Regions from separate parts of the Mus musculus genome. Here all the other regions are linked to region 4. A link is a contact called in public Hi-C, HiChIP or PLAC-seq and promoter capture Hi-C data. All regions are on one chromosome and are shown on one strand. The core of a region is the stretch at or near the end of the contact, and the rest is flanking DNA. Distances in the headings are between cores, read along the strand shown. Region 1 holds the start of Aimp2 (aminoacyl tRNA synthetase complex-interacting multifunctional protein 2). Region 2 overlaps Gna12 (guanine nucleotide binding protein, alpha 12). Region 3 overlaps Card11 (caspase recruitment domain family, member 11). Region 4 holds the start of Foxk1 (forkhead box K1).

Region 1 (2,700 bases), core at 177-2,676, 1.5 Mb after region 4:
GGGGTGCTGGGTGGACCTGAGGGCCAGTGTCTGCTTTGATATGTTAAAGGGCACCTCAGTTAGCCATTTGAGACCTAACAAATTTTAGTCTTTAGAAAACGAGATGGTGGGAGGCAGAGGCAGGTGAATTTCTGAGTTTGAGGCCAGCCTGGTCTACAGAGTGAGTTCCAGGACAGCCAGGGCTACACAGAGAAACCCTGTCTCGAAAAACCAAAATAAAAAAAAAAAAGAAAGAAAGAAAATGAGATCAAACAATAGTGATAAGCATGGTAAGATAATTGTTCTGAGTTAGGCAGGCACACACTTCTAACCCCAGCACTTGGAAGCTCTTTCTCCACTGGTGGAGAAAGGGCTCAAGATTATCTTTGGCTGTAAGAATCCCAGGACAGCCTGGGCTACAAAGGCACTGTTTCTGCCCCACACTCCCATGGCCAGGAAACACGAAAAAGGACCTCAACTTACTTAGAAACTGGAGACATCCAAATTAAAACTACATTAGGATGTCTCCATTATCCTGCTGGTAACAGCTTAAACCTGTATAACCGCTTTGAAAAAGAACTTAAAAAGTGGAAGGCAAACCTGCCCACTGGGCCAGGAATTCCATTCCTATACAGGCTATTTATGTTAGCTAGTCTATAAATTCCAGCGCCCATGAGTGAGGACCGGGCAGATAAATAAGCGGGGTGTGGCCAGGAACAAGATCACTCACTATCGTTATAACAAAATCTTGTACAGTATGCCAGACAACAGAACACATACTATGTTTCCAGACCATCAAGATTATATAGCTTAAAGATAGCCTCCACAACCTAACCGCGAAAAAAACAACACATAACTACAGTAAAAGTCGGGACCTCTTGTGGAAAAGTTAAACTGGGAAGGATGGGGCACTAAACCCGTCAACCTGGGTTATGGTAACCCTGGGATCGCTCTGAAAATTCCTCCGAATGAGCATTTTTCGTGTTGTTCACTTTTCTGTGCGCCTGGAGATCGTGACAGGAACCCACAGCAGCACTCATCTAGGAGGATTTTGTCGGACCCGGCCGCAGAAGGGACCGGGACCCTAGGCAGACACAGCGCCGGCGCGCTAGACTGGACGAGGGATAGGGCAGGGTGCGGCGCGGCACGAACGGCGCCTGCGCACCAGGCAGGGGCCGCACGCTCCTACCTGCACGTGGCCCGCGTCGGTGGCGGGGCTGGTGGTCTTGCTGTGCACGTTGGGGAGCCGGTACATGCAGGTTGGAAGCTCTACATGCAGAGGTGCGCTGCCTCCATGATAGGGCTTTACCTGGTACATCGGCATGGTGGGAACCCAAGGAAGGTAGCGGGCGAGGGACAGGAACGCTCAGAAGCCACCCAAGGCCACCTCAGACAGCAGCCGCCTTCTTTCTGACTCTGCTGCTGGCGTTCCGGAAAATGAAGTCCCCGAGCTTTCATTGGCCGGGCTGGTCTAACGTCACCAACTTGACCTTTGAGTTGGCCAATCACCGGTAAAGAGGTCTTGGCATGCCTTCGCTAGCCCGCCCGGAAGGGGCGGATCATATGTCAAAAGCAACCAATGGGTGTTCCAGGAGACGCGTCTTTTCCCGAGAGCGGCAGCGCCAACTCTCCCGCGGTGACTGTGACTGGAGGAGTCCTGCATCCATGGAGCAAACCGAAGGCGTGAGGTGAGCTGGACTTGTGGTCTCCGGGCGCATTCTATAGAGTTCCCGGTATCCCGGTCTCTTGAAAGGACCGGAAGTGGCTGAGGCGCGAGGCGGGCAAGCTCGCGGACTGGACCGGGTCCTCTGTGAGGAAGCTATTTCCTCGGCATCCTCCCGCCACAGGCCGTGCACTTGAAACCCAGCACGAAAATCAGTCGCCGTAGACAAAATTCGTTTCCGCTGTTTGTTTATTTATTGAGTCTTTATTCTTGAAGACTTGGGGAGGGAGGCTTAAAGGCTCACGCTGATCTTGCAGTCAATAGGGTTTTTAACTTTTATTATATTGAGGTGCTTCTGTGCGTTTGGTGTAGTGTTCACAGGCGGCATCATAGCAGTGAAGCACATCTTCGAAGGCCAGCACAGTTACATTCGGTGACAGATTTGTAAATGCAAATTTGCTGTCTGTATTTTAACCTTGTGATTTCCCCAGAGATCCTTTGCAGTTAGAACGAGTGCAAGTGTTTGTTTTGGTTTTTTGAGGTAGTGCTTTGAACTCGGGATCCTCCTACTTCAAACACCCGAGTGCTGTGATAACCAGCGAGGTTCTGTGCAAGGTAGATTGAAGAGAAAAGAGGTTGGTTGGTTTATTTCACCAGGGTTTTTGGAAGTCTACTATATGTCAGACCATATGGAAAATACCCTAAAATTGTTACTGCAAGGATGCACCTATGTTCTGTTATACTTTTATGGGGCATTTCATAGCCGGGAAACTATTTTTATGGTGACTAAACCGTAGGGGAATTAGTGATAGTAGATTGGGACCTTGTCGTTGCTAGACTTCAAACTTCATATGATAGGCAATGAGCACCACTAAAAATTTAAACCTAAAGATTTTTTTCGACTGGATTTGTAATTGTAAAAAGAAATTGGTGGGAATCAAGCCACACCTATAATCCGAGCAGGAACAGGCTCAGCAGGAGTTCATAGTTACCTTTAACGACATAGGGAGTTTGAGGGCGCTCTGGGCTACCTTGGAACCTGTGTCAGAGTGAACAAA
Region 2 (2,700 bases), core at 43-2,542, 1.6 Mb before region 4:
TTTTGTTTAGGCTCTGCACCACCGTTTTTTGGCAATAGCCAGGTGTGCCTGACTCACTATAAAGGAGGCTGATTGCCCCCTCCTCACTCTCTAGTTTTTGTTCCCTTCTCTTCTCCTCTTGCTCCTGCTCCTTACCCTCTTCCCCCTCTGTCCCCATCCCCCCTCCATGTGCTCATGGCCAGTCTTTAGTCCTCTACTCTTCTGTGCCCTCTCCCTCTCTCTCTGCGCCTTTCAACTCCCCTCCCCATGCCCTGAATAACCTCTATTCTATACTACATCAGCATGTGGTTGGTCCCTTAGGGGGAAGGGATACCTCAGCATGGGCCAGCAGAGACACTCCCTTCCCCCACACCATACTGCGCCTCCACCAAACATACTTCTTCCTCTTTTTTTTTTTTTGATAGGGTTTCTCTTTGTAGCCCTGACCATCTTGGAACTCACTCTATAGACCAGGCTGGCCTCGAACTCAGAAATCCGCCTGCCTCTCTCTCCGAAGTGCTGGGATTAAAGGGCCCTCTCTATCTTTTTATAAAACACAACAGGGTGCTTGTCAGCAAACAAGACCCTGTTCTAAAAAAGATGGAAATTAGGGACCAACATATGACCCCCACATACATGTACACATATGCTCATACTTGCATATGAATGTACACACACGCAGATTAAAGAGTCAAAACAATCTTGCTCTTGAAGATCTCAGTTCAGCAGGTGGCCCAAGGAACAGTATTCTCTCTGCTCAGATAGACACTTCTTTTATAGGTATGCCCACGTTGCCATGGCCTGTCCACCATGACACCAAGAAGGCAGAGGGCCATGAGAAGAGGCCAGCAGAGGCATGGCAGGAGGAAGAGGTGGTCTTAGAACATGCCAGGGTCCACTCCCTCTGGGGTATAATGGGAAGGAAAGTCACACGCTTCTCTGGGCAAGGATGCTGGTCTGTACCACAGGGAACTGTTAATGTATTCCTCAGTTGCGACTATTTGCTGCTTCCTGTTGCTCTCCCAGCTGCTATCTGCAGTTCAAGCTCTTCCCATTAGCGCAGCAATCTCCCCTTTATCTTGGGCCATTGTTTCATCCTATCTTGACCGTATGCTTGAGCTCTCACACAATAAACAATGCCCTGAGCAATCCGTTGTTCCAGTTTGCCTCCCACCCCCCCCCCCCCCAGTCTTTTGCCTTTTCTATTTTCCTCTTTTAGGCTTTTGACTTTGGCTGCCTGCCTGCCTGTCTGTGTGCCTTGGCCATTTGCAGCAGTGGCAGGGTTTGGTTCGGAGTTAGACATTAAGGGACTTGCCGACTCAGCTTCCCCAGATGATTACTTTTAATGAGACACCTGCTCTAACTAGTCGCTGACAGTCCTGGTATGTTTGCTTAAAAAGCGTCTCAATACTTTCCAACCCACTGAATGTGGACTGATAAGGAGGTAAATGACCAGGTCTCCACTTCTCCACTCTGACCAAGCAGCCATGGTATTCTCTGCCTAGACGCTCCACACTGTTAAACAGTTTCCCCCTGGTCCTGGCCACTCCCCATTTTTTGTTTTGTTTTGAGCAGATATTTACTATGGGTCCTGGACTTGAACTCGCAGAGTCAGCCTCTGCCTCCCAGTGCTAGGATTAAGTGTCTGGAGCAGCCCAGGCTGGCCTCAAATTCAGTATGTAGCTGAAGATAACCTTGAATTTCTCCTGTTTGCACTTCATAAGTGCTAGAATTACAATTGGCGCTAAATACCCCAGACTTAACATTAATAGAGTTTTCCACTGTTCTCCCCTCCTCCCAAGGAAAAGCATGATTTTTTTTTCAAAAAAACAAAACAAAACAAAACAAAACCAAAAAACCTATGTGGCCATGAAAAATATAGTCACTGGCTACCTGTGTGAGGCAAGATTTGCAGATAGAAATCTGAGTGCAAAGTGGAAATCGTATTACAACAGAGAAAAGCTCACCTTTTGCAATCTGTCCCTGAGTACTGAGGGAGGGCATGTGTGTGCATGTGGAGGTCAGAGGACATCCTCAGATACCATTCTGCAGGTGCTGCTCCCTCCCGTCTTTTTGAGATAGAGTTTTACCAAGAAGGCTCAACAGAAGAGTCAGAGAGCTCTAGGAATCTTGGTTTTGCGTCCCCATGCTGGGATCACAGACGTGCACTGTCACACAAGGATTTTTAACATGGGTTCTGGGGTTCAAACTATGGTCTTCCAGAATTTTCCTGACTAAGTCATCTCTCCAGCCCTGTTTTGTGTGCCTGTGTGCCCCCCCCCCCACCGTGGCCAGATTGACTTTGAATTTGTGAATCTCCTGCCTCAGCCTCCTGAGTGCTAGGATTATAGGTGTTAAAGAAGGGAAAGAAGCTGGAAGGGAGAGAGGAACATTGTTTCTGGGTTAACCTGCCTTTCTCTCAGAGCTCTGTGCATCTTGTCTTCAAAGATGAGCAGAATTTCACCTTAAAAATTCTTGTTATCTTTGTGTCTCTTGGTGCTTGGTGGCTGTGGAGGTGTGTGCCCACCTTAACCCTAGCCCTGACGAAAATTTCCTACCTGTTTGAACCATAGGCCCTAGCACAGTGCAGGATTAGTCAACCAAATCTCATCAGAAGCCCATTAGGAGAAAGGAGTGGCCTCAAGTCAGGCAAGGTCTCCTGGCTTGCATCCTCCTAGCCTCTTGATATCCTGTCTCCCGCTTTGTCCTCCCTTTGTCTTT
Region 3 (2,700 bases), core at 108-2,607, 1.5 Mb before region 4:
CTCAGTGTCACTGACATACTGCAGGTGTCTTCCTTTGAGACAGGGTCTCTTATTGTTCTGGATTTCACCAAGGAAGCATGCTACTTGGTCATTAAGTCCCAGGGATCCTCCTGCCTCAGCCTCTCATCTTGTCTGACGTTCCTTTTCAAAGCGAATCTTGGGATCGAGGTTGGGTCCTCATCCTTAAAAGACAAATGCTTTGCCTTCTCAGTCACCTCCTCTGCCCCTTCCAAGCCTTTTCAAGGTGCATTTCCCAAGACATCTCATAGACTTCCAGTCTAGAGTCAAACATTCTGGTGACCTTCAGTGGCTTCTAAGGGGAGGCCATCTTTGGGGTCCCCAGGTTTGTTCAAGGCTTCTGGGAGAAGTGGCTCACCCTGCACATGCCTGATATGACTCTCAAGTGCAGGTTTCCCAGGGTAGCCTGGGGCATTTTGCTGGACAGCACCCCACTCCTCTCCTCATGTGCACACGCATAAGCAACCCCATGGGAACCAGCTGACAGCACTGGGGGTGGCGGGAAAGAATCCTTCCCCAGCAGAGAGGGTCGCCTTTCTGCGGGGCCACAGGCTGAAAGCAGACATGACATACTTCATCTAGCTCCCCCCAGAGAAGGCTGCGAACATCTCCAGCTTTCCAGAAAACACACTTCAAGCACTAACCCCACTCCTCAACTGTGACAGTGTGCTCAGTTAGAAGAAACAAGGAACCCACGTGTGACAACAGAAGAAACAGGTACATATTGCTCCCATGGAACCTCGGGGTTCGTGGAGAGCCTTCCATGGGCCAGTTCTGGGCTCTGCACAAGCCCAGCCTAGTGTGATGTAGGGTCCCTTGCAGCCCAGAATACACATCCAGTTTAGGAGATGACAAAGTAAGGGATGCCTGTCATCCCAATACTGGGGCAGGAAGAGGCAGGAGGATTTCTGGTCATCTTGGGCCACACAGAGTCCCTATCATAAAAGCCTTAGGGCTAGGGATGTGTGTAGCTCAGTGGTAGACAGCTTGCCTGGACACATAAAAGACCCTAGGCTTCATCCCAAGCACCAAGGTAAAAAGCGTGAAGGGACATGTTTGAAGGCCCCGAGCACACCCACACAGACAAGAGCAGAAGGACCAGGTGTGGAGAGTATTCACACCAGCAGGCCCGGGACACAGACAGCTTCGGCAGCTCTGCTTATGCAGGCCACAGAGGGATTGTGGGAGGTGTACTCATGGGCTTCTACACCAGCCGTATCCTGGGCTTGGCAGGGGCATCTGTCCAGGAGTCTCTCAAATTCCCTGTCCTCTGCTGTGGGGAGCAAGGCACCCGGAAAGTGCTGACGCTGGCAGGCTGCCACAGCCTCCCCCGGAAGCCCACATGGGTGCCGCACTCTGAGGAGGCTACAACTATTTTTAGCAGGTGCAGAGGGAGGCGGTGGTGGGCTGCACACTTCTCCTTTTGCTTTATTCTGAGCAGAACCTGAAGACGGATGTGGTGGTACACATTGTCATCCTAGCTGCTAAGAAGCTAAGGCATGAGGATGGCAAGCGTGAGGCTAGCCTGGGCTATAGTATGAGAATCTGTCCCCACAACAGAAAGAGACAAAACTAAGCCAGGCACTTGGCAGGCAGGCGCTTATAATCCTAGTGCTGGAGCTGAGGGTGGGGCTGGGGGCGGGACACATCCTCATACTTCACTGGCTAGACAGCCCAGCTAACCAGTGACCTCCAAGGTCAGCAGAGGGCTGGGGAGAGGGCTTAGCAAGTAAAGATGCTGGGCACACAAGCCAGAGGACCTGAGTTTGATCACTAGCACCAACACACATGGAAGGAGAGAACACCGAGTGGTCCTCGGACCTCCACAGGAGGACTGTGACACAAGTCCACATACATTATGCAACAGATACACACACACACACACACACACACACACACACACACACACACACACACACATCATAACACACATCACAGACACACACATCATACACACATCATACACACATCATAGACACTTCACAGACACAGATCACACATCATACACACACATTACAGACAGATACATCATACACATACAATTACAGACATACAGACATATACATCACACACACATCATACACACATATCATACACACACATCATACACACACATCAAGACACACACATCATACTCACACATCATACACACACATATCAGACACACACATAACACACACACACATCATACACACACATCACAGACACACACATCCCATTACATATCACATACACATTATATACACAGCACAGAAACACATATCATAACACACATCACAGAAACATAGACATACACACACATTGCATCGAATATCAACACACACAGATATACATCATACACACACATCACAGCCACACAGCCACACACACACACCAAAAGAAAAAAGAACACAGAGTAGGAATGATCTATGGAGATGCTTGACATTAGCCTCAGCTCTTGACACCCACACACCGCACACACTTGCTTACATACCAGTGTGCATGTAGAAATTAACATGCACACACACACATGTGCTACATACACATTGCACACATGGTTTTAAAAAGTAATAAAAAGGAAGAAAAACACAGTAAACCCCCAAACACCAGCTGCTTAAGATTGCCTACGTGGAGTCTGTGGGTGATTTGAGCTCCTGGGTAAGAACAAGGCTCAGACCAGCGCACAGAGACCTGGGGTGCAGA
Region 4 (2,700 bases), core at 126-2,625:
GACATTCTTTTGTGTGTGTATGTTTGCACTTGTGTTTGTGTGTGCACGTGCGCCGGTGCATGCACAGGCGTGAATAACTGTGTGCTCCTTTAGCCCTGTTTTATTCGTGTTTTTGTTTTTGTTTTGAAACAGTGTTTCCACTATGAACGTGGAGCTCACTGATTGGCTAGGCAGGCTGGCCAATGAGCTTCAGGGATCTATCTGTCAACCTTTTACCCAAAGCGCTGGGAAGATCGAAGCTCTCAATGGGTTTTGAAGTCGGTCCCGGGGAATGAACTTTCCTGTCTTGGGGGATGAGTGCCATCAGGCAATTTACCAACTGTGTCAGCTCCTTCAGTCATTATTAAATGTGAGAAATCGAGTGTGTATGTGTGTGCATGCACTCGCGCGCTGCAGGTCCTGGGGGAAGACTTGGGGGAATTAGCATCCCAGTGCAGGACCTTAAATTCTCAAGGGATTCACATGGTGCCAAGTTCACCATTTAAGTGTTTTCAACTACCGTCAATCTTCGGGTGTCCACAGTCCCTAGAAACAGGCAGAACTGTTCGCCTTAAAAGGAGCAAGGGGAACCAGCTGTGGTGGTGCACAGCTGTGACTCCAGCAAGAATTGCGGAGCCTGAGCCGGGTTGGTCGTCAGCTAGAAGCCAATCTGGTCTACATACATAGACCCTGTCTTTAAAAAATGAATTTTTAAATTGATTTTAAAGGGCTAGGCACACACCTTAATAGCTACACTCAGGAAGCTGGAACAGGAAGATCATGAATTTGAGGCCAGCCTGATCTAGGTATTCAAAACCAGGCTAGCCTTGGTATGAGACAGGATCTCAAACAACAAAACAAGAACAATCGAGATGGTTCAGTAAATAAAGGTGCTTGTCACCAAGCTTGTCGACCTCAATGCCATCCTCAGAACCCCACAGGGTAGGAGAGAATAGACTGCTGAGAGCTGTCCTCTCTGACCACACAAACACACGTGCGCGCGCGCGCGCACACACACACGTGGTAAAGAACCACAAGTAAATAAATGAATGAATAAAATGTAATTTGCAACATTATACCAAACCAAAAAAAAAAAAAAAGCAAAGCACAGAAAGAGTAGCTGTGCAGAAACGATCAGTAAGGAGCAGAGACCATTTCAAGCATCCCTGGACTTTAAACTCCAGCCTCAATAGGACACCCCTAAAAACGTGATGAATCCAAGCACCCTTCGGGACTGGAGGAGGGGGCTCTGTGTCTCTCTGCACCCGCCCACCTCGAGTGGAAGCTGCGCGCGCAGCGCGAGGGTCCTGCGGTGTCCCGGCTCCGCTCCAGGCCACGATCCAGCCCGGGTTTCCGCGCGCGCCGCCCCGCCCCGCCCCGCGCCGCCTCGGCCGCCACCGGAGCCGCTCGGAGCTGCGCGAACATGGCCGAAGTCGGCGAGGACAGCGGCGCCCGCGCCCTGCTGGCGCTGCGCTCGGCTCCCTGCAGCCCCGTGCTATGCGCCGCGGCTGCGGCCGCCGCCTTCCCGGCCACTACGTCCCCGCCGCCGCCGGCGCAACCTCCACCCGGGCCGCCCGCGCTGCCCGCCGAGCCCGGCCCCGGGCCGGTGCCCTCCACCGTCGCCACTGCCACCACCACCGCGCCCGCCCTGGTGGCCGCGGCCGCTGCCTCCGTGCGCCAGAGCCCCGGGCCTGCCCTGGCTCGCCTGGAGGGTCGGGAGTTCGAGTTCCTGATGCGACAGCCCAGCGTCACCATCGGCCGCAACTCGTCGCAGGGCTCGGTGGACCTAAGCATGGGCCTGTCGAGCTTCATTTCCCGGCGCCACCTGCAGCTCAGCTTCCAGGAGCCTCACTTCTATCTTCGCTGTCTCGGCAAGAACGGCGTCTTCGTGGACGGGGCCTTCCAGAGGCGCGGAGCGCCCGCCCTGCAGCTACCCCAACAGTGAGTACTGCGCCACCCTCGGGTCACCCCTCTCCGGACCTGGCCTGAACCCCCTGGCCACCCCTGACCTCTACCCCGCCCAGCTTGGCTCCTTGTCACTCTGTGATCTCGACCCTGCTCAACCTGAACCCCCCGCCCCCCGGTCACCCCCTGAACTCGCCTCCGCCTGGTCTGGCACCTGGGTCGAGCCTCAAATTTCTTACCGTTCCCACCGGGTCCCAGCCCTTGGTCACTCCCTCCTCCATCTCGACCCTGCCAGGCCCTAGCCCCTCTAATCTCGACTCTATCCGGCTCTGATTCCCTAGCCATCTCCCAGTCTTGATCCCACCTAGCTCTGACCCCTGGTTACACAGATCTCCATCCCACCCGGCCCAGCTGAGCCTGATCCTTAAGTTACTGGTGATCTCACCCATCACCTGGCTCTGACCCCGTGGTTGTCCTGATCTTAATCACGACCCAACTAACCCTGACTCCCCAGTTAACTCATTGGGCACTGATCCCTGGATGGGCCCGACTCCCATTCAGCCTGAAATCCTGTCACCCTGACCCTGGACAGGCCTGAACACTTGGGTCCATTCTAACCCCTTTCTCTCTCTCTGACTCTGACTCTGACTCTGTCTGTCTGTCTGTCTGTCTGTCTCTCTCTCTCTCTCACACACACACACACACACACACACACTTACACACACACACTTGCACACTCCCCAACCCCATCTGTCTTCCACTCCTCCCATGTTGGAGTTGGCTACCCATGATCTCCAACCCTTTCTGAACCCAGCT

Evidence for each region. Promoter capture Hi-C pulls out the DNA fragments that hold promoters and counts their contacts. A called contact is a pair of places that touch in the nucleus more often than the background predicts. HiChIP or PLAC-seq counts read pairs in DNA pulled down with a chosen protein or histone mark.
Region 1: a contact with region 4 is called in a promoter capture Hi-C map of liver, with 2.1 times the contacts expected there. The contact joins the promoter of Aimp2 here to the promoter of Foxk1 in region 4. A contact is called at or near these places in 1 of 39 promoter capture datasets (liver) and 1 of 9 other capture datasets (adipose tissue).
Region 2: a contact with region 4 is called in an H3K27ac HiChIP or PLAC-seq map of extraembryonic endoderm stem cells, with 8 times the contacts expected there. The contact joins the enhancer-like site here to the promoter of Foxk1 in region 4. A contact is called at or near these places in 8 of 39 promoter capture datasets (the 3T3-L1 cell line, 3T3-L1-derived adipocytes, the HPC-7 cell line and 4 more), 1 of 484 Hi-C or Micro-C datasets (muscle stem cells), 15 of 115 datasets of contacts at active chromatin or transcription factors (the 230-238 cell line, the NIH/3T3 cell line, the SCID.adh cell line and 12 more) and 2 of 9 other capture datasets (embryonic stem cells and liver).
Region 3: a contact with region 4 is called in a Hi-C map of bone marrow-derived macrophages, with 11 read pairs. The contact joins the enhancer-like site here to the promoter of Foxk1 in region 4. A contact is called at or near these places in 1 of 39 promoter capture datasets (hippocampal neurons), 1 of 484 Hi-C or Micro-C datasets (bone marrow-derived macrophages) and 6 of 115 datasets of contacts at active chromatin or transcription factors (embryonic forebrain, forebrain, large pre-B cells and 2 more).

What each region holds. Positions count from the first base shown.
Region 1 is chr5:143,908,413-143,911,112 of GRCm38.p6, forward strand. It overlaps Aimp2 (aminoacyl tRNA synthetase complex-interacting multifunctional protein 2), which reads right to left and starts at 1,427. Exons shown (of 4, transcript NM_001172146.1): 1 at 1,169-1,427. The coding sequence starts at 1,303. It overlaps Pms2 (PMS1 homolog2, mismatch repair system component), which reads left to right and starts at 1,589. Exons shown (of 15, transcript NM_008886.2): 1 at 1,589-1,667. The coding sequence starts at 1,645.
Region 2 is chr5:140,814,274-140,816,973 of GRCm38.p6, forward strand. The region is part of intron 1 of Gna12 (guanine nucleotide binding protein, alpha 12); the gene reads right to left. Among named protein-coding and RNA genes, the nearest start is that of Gna12, 15 kb to the right of the region's middle. Within about 2 kb of position 1,293, at least 67 of the 459 cell types and tissues checked have an H3K27ac peak or open chromatin away from gene starts, as enhancers often do. A contact at or near this core is called in the HPC-7 cell line, astrocytes, extraembryonic endoderm stem cells and 2 more, where this site is marked.
Region 3 is chr5:140,946,869-140,949,568 of GRCm38.p6, forward strand. All of the region lies in intron 1 of Card11 (caspase recruitment domain family, member 11), which reads right to left. Among named protein-coding and RNA genes, the nearest start is that of Card11, 52 kb to the right of the region's middle. Within about 2 kb of position 1,358, at least 90 of the 459 cell types and tissues checked have an H3K27ac peak or open chromatin away from gene starts, as enhancers often do. A contact at or near this core is called in bone marrow-derived macrophages, hippocampal neurons and regulatory T cell precursor, where this site is marked.
Region 4 is chr5:142,400,122-142,402,821 of GRCm38.p6, forward strand. Foxk1 (forkhead box K1) reads left to right here and starts at 1,376. Exons shown (of 9, transcript NM_199068.2): 1 at 1,376-1,920. The coding sequence starts at 1,403.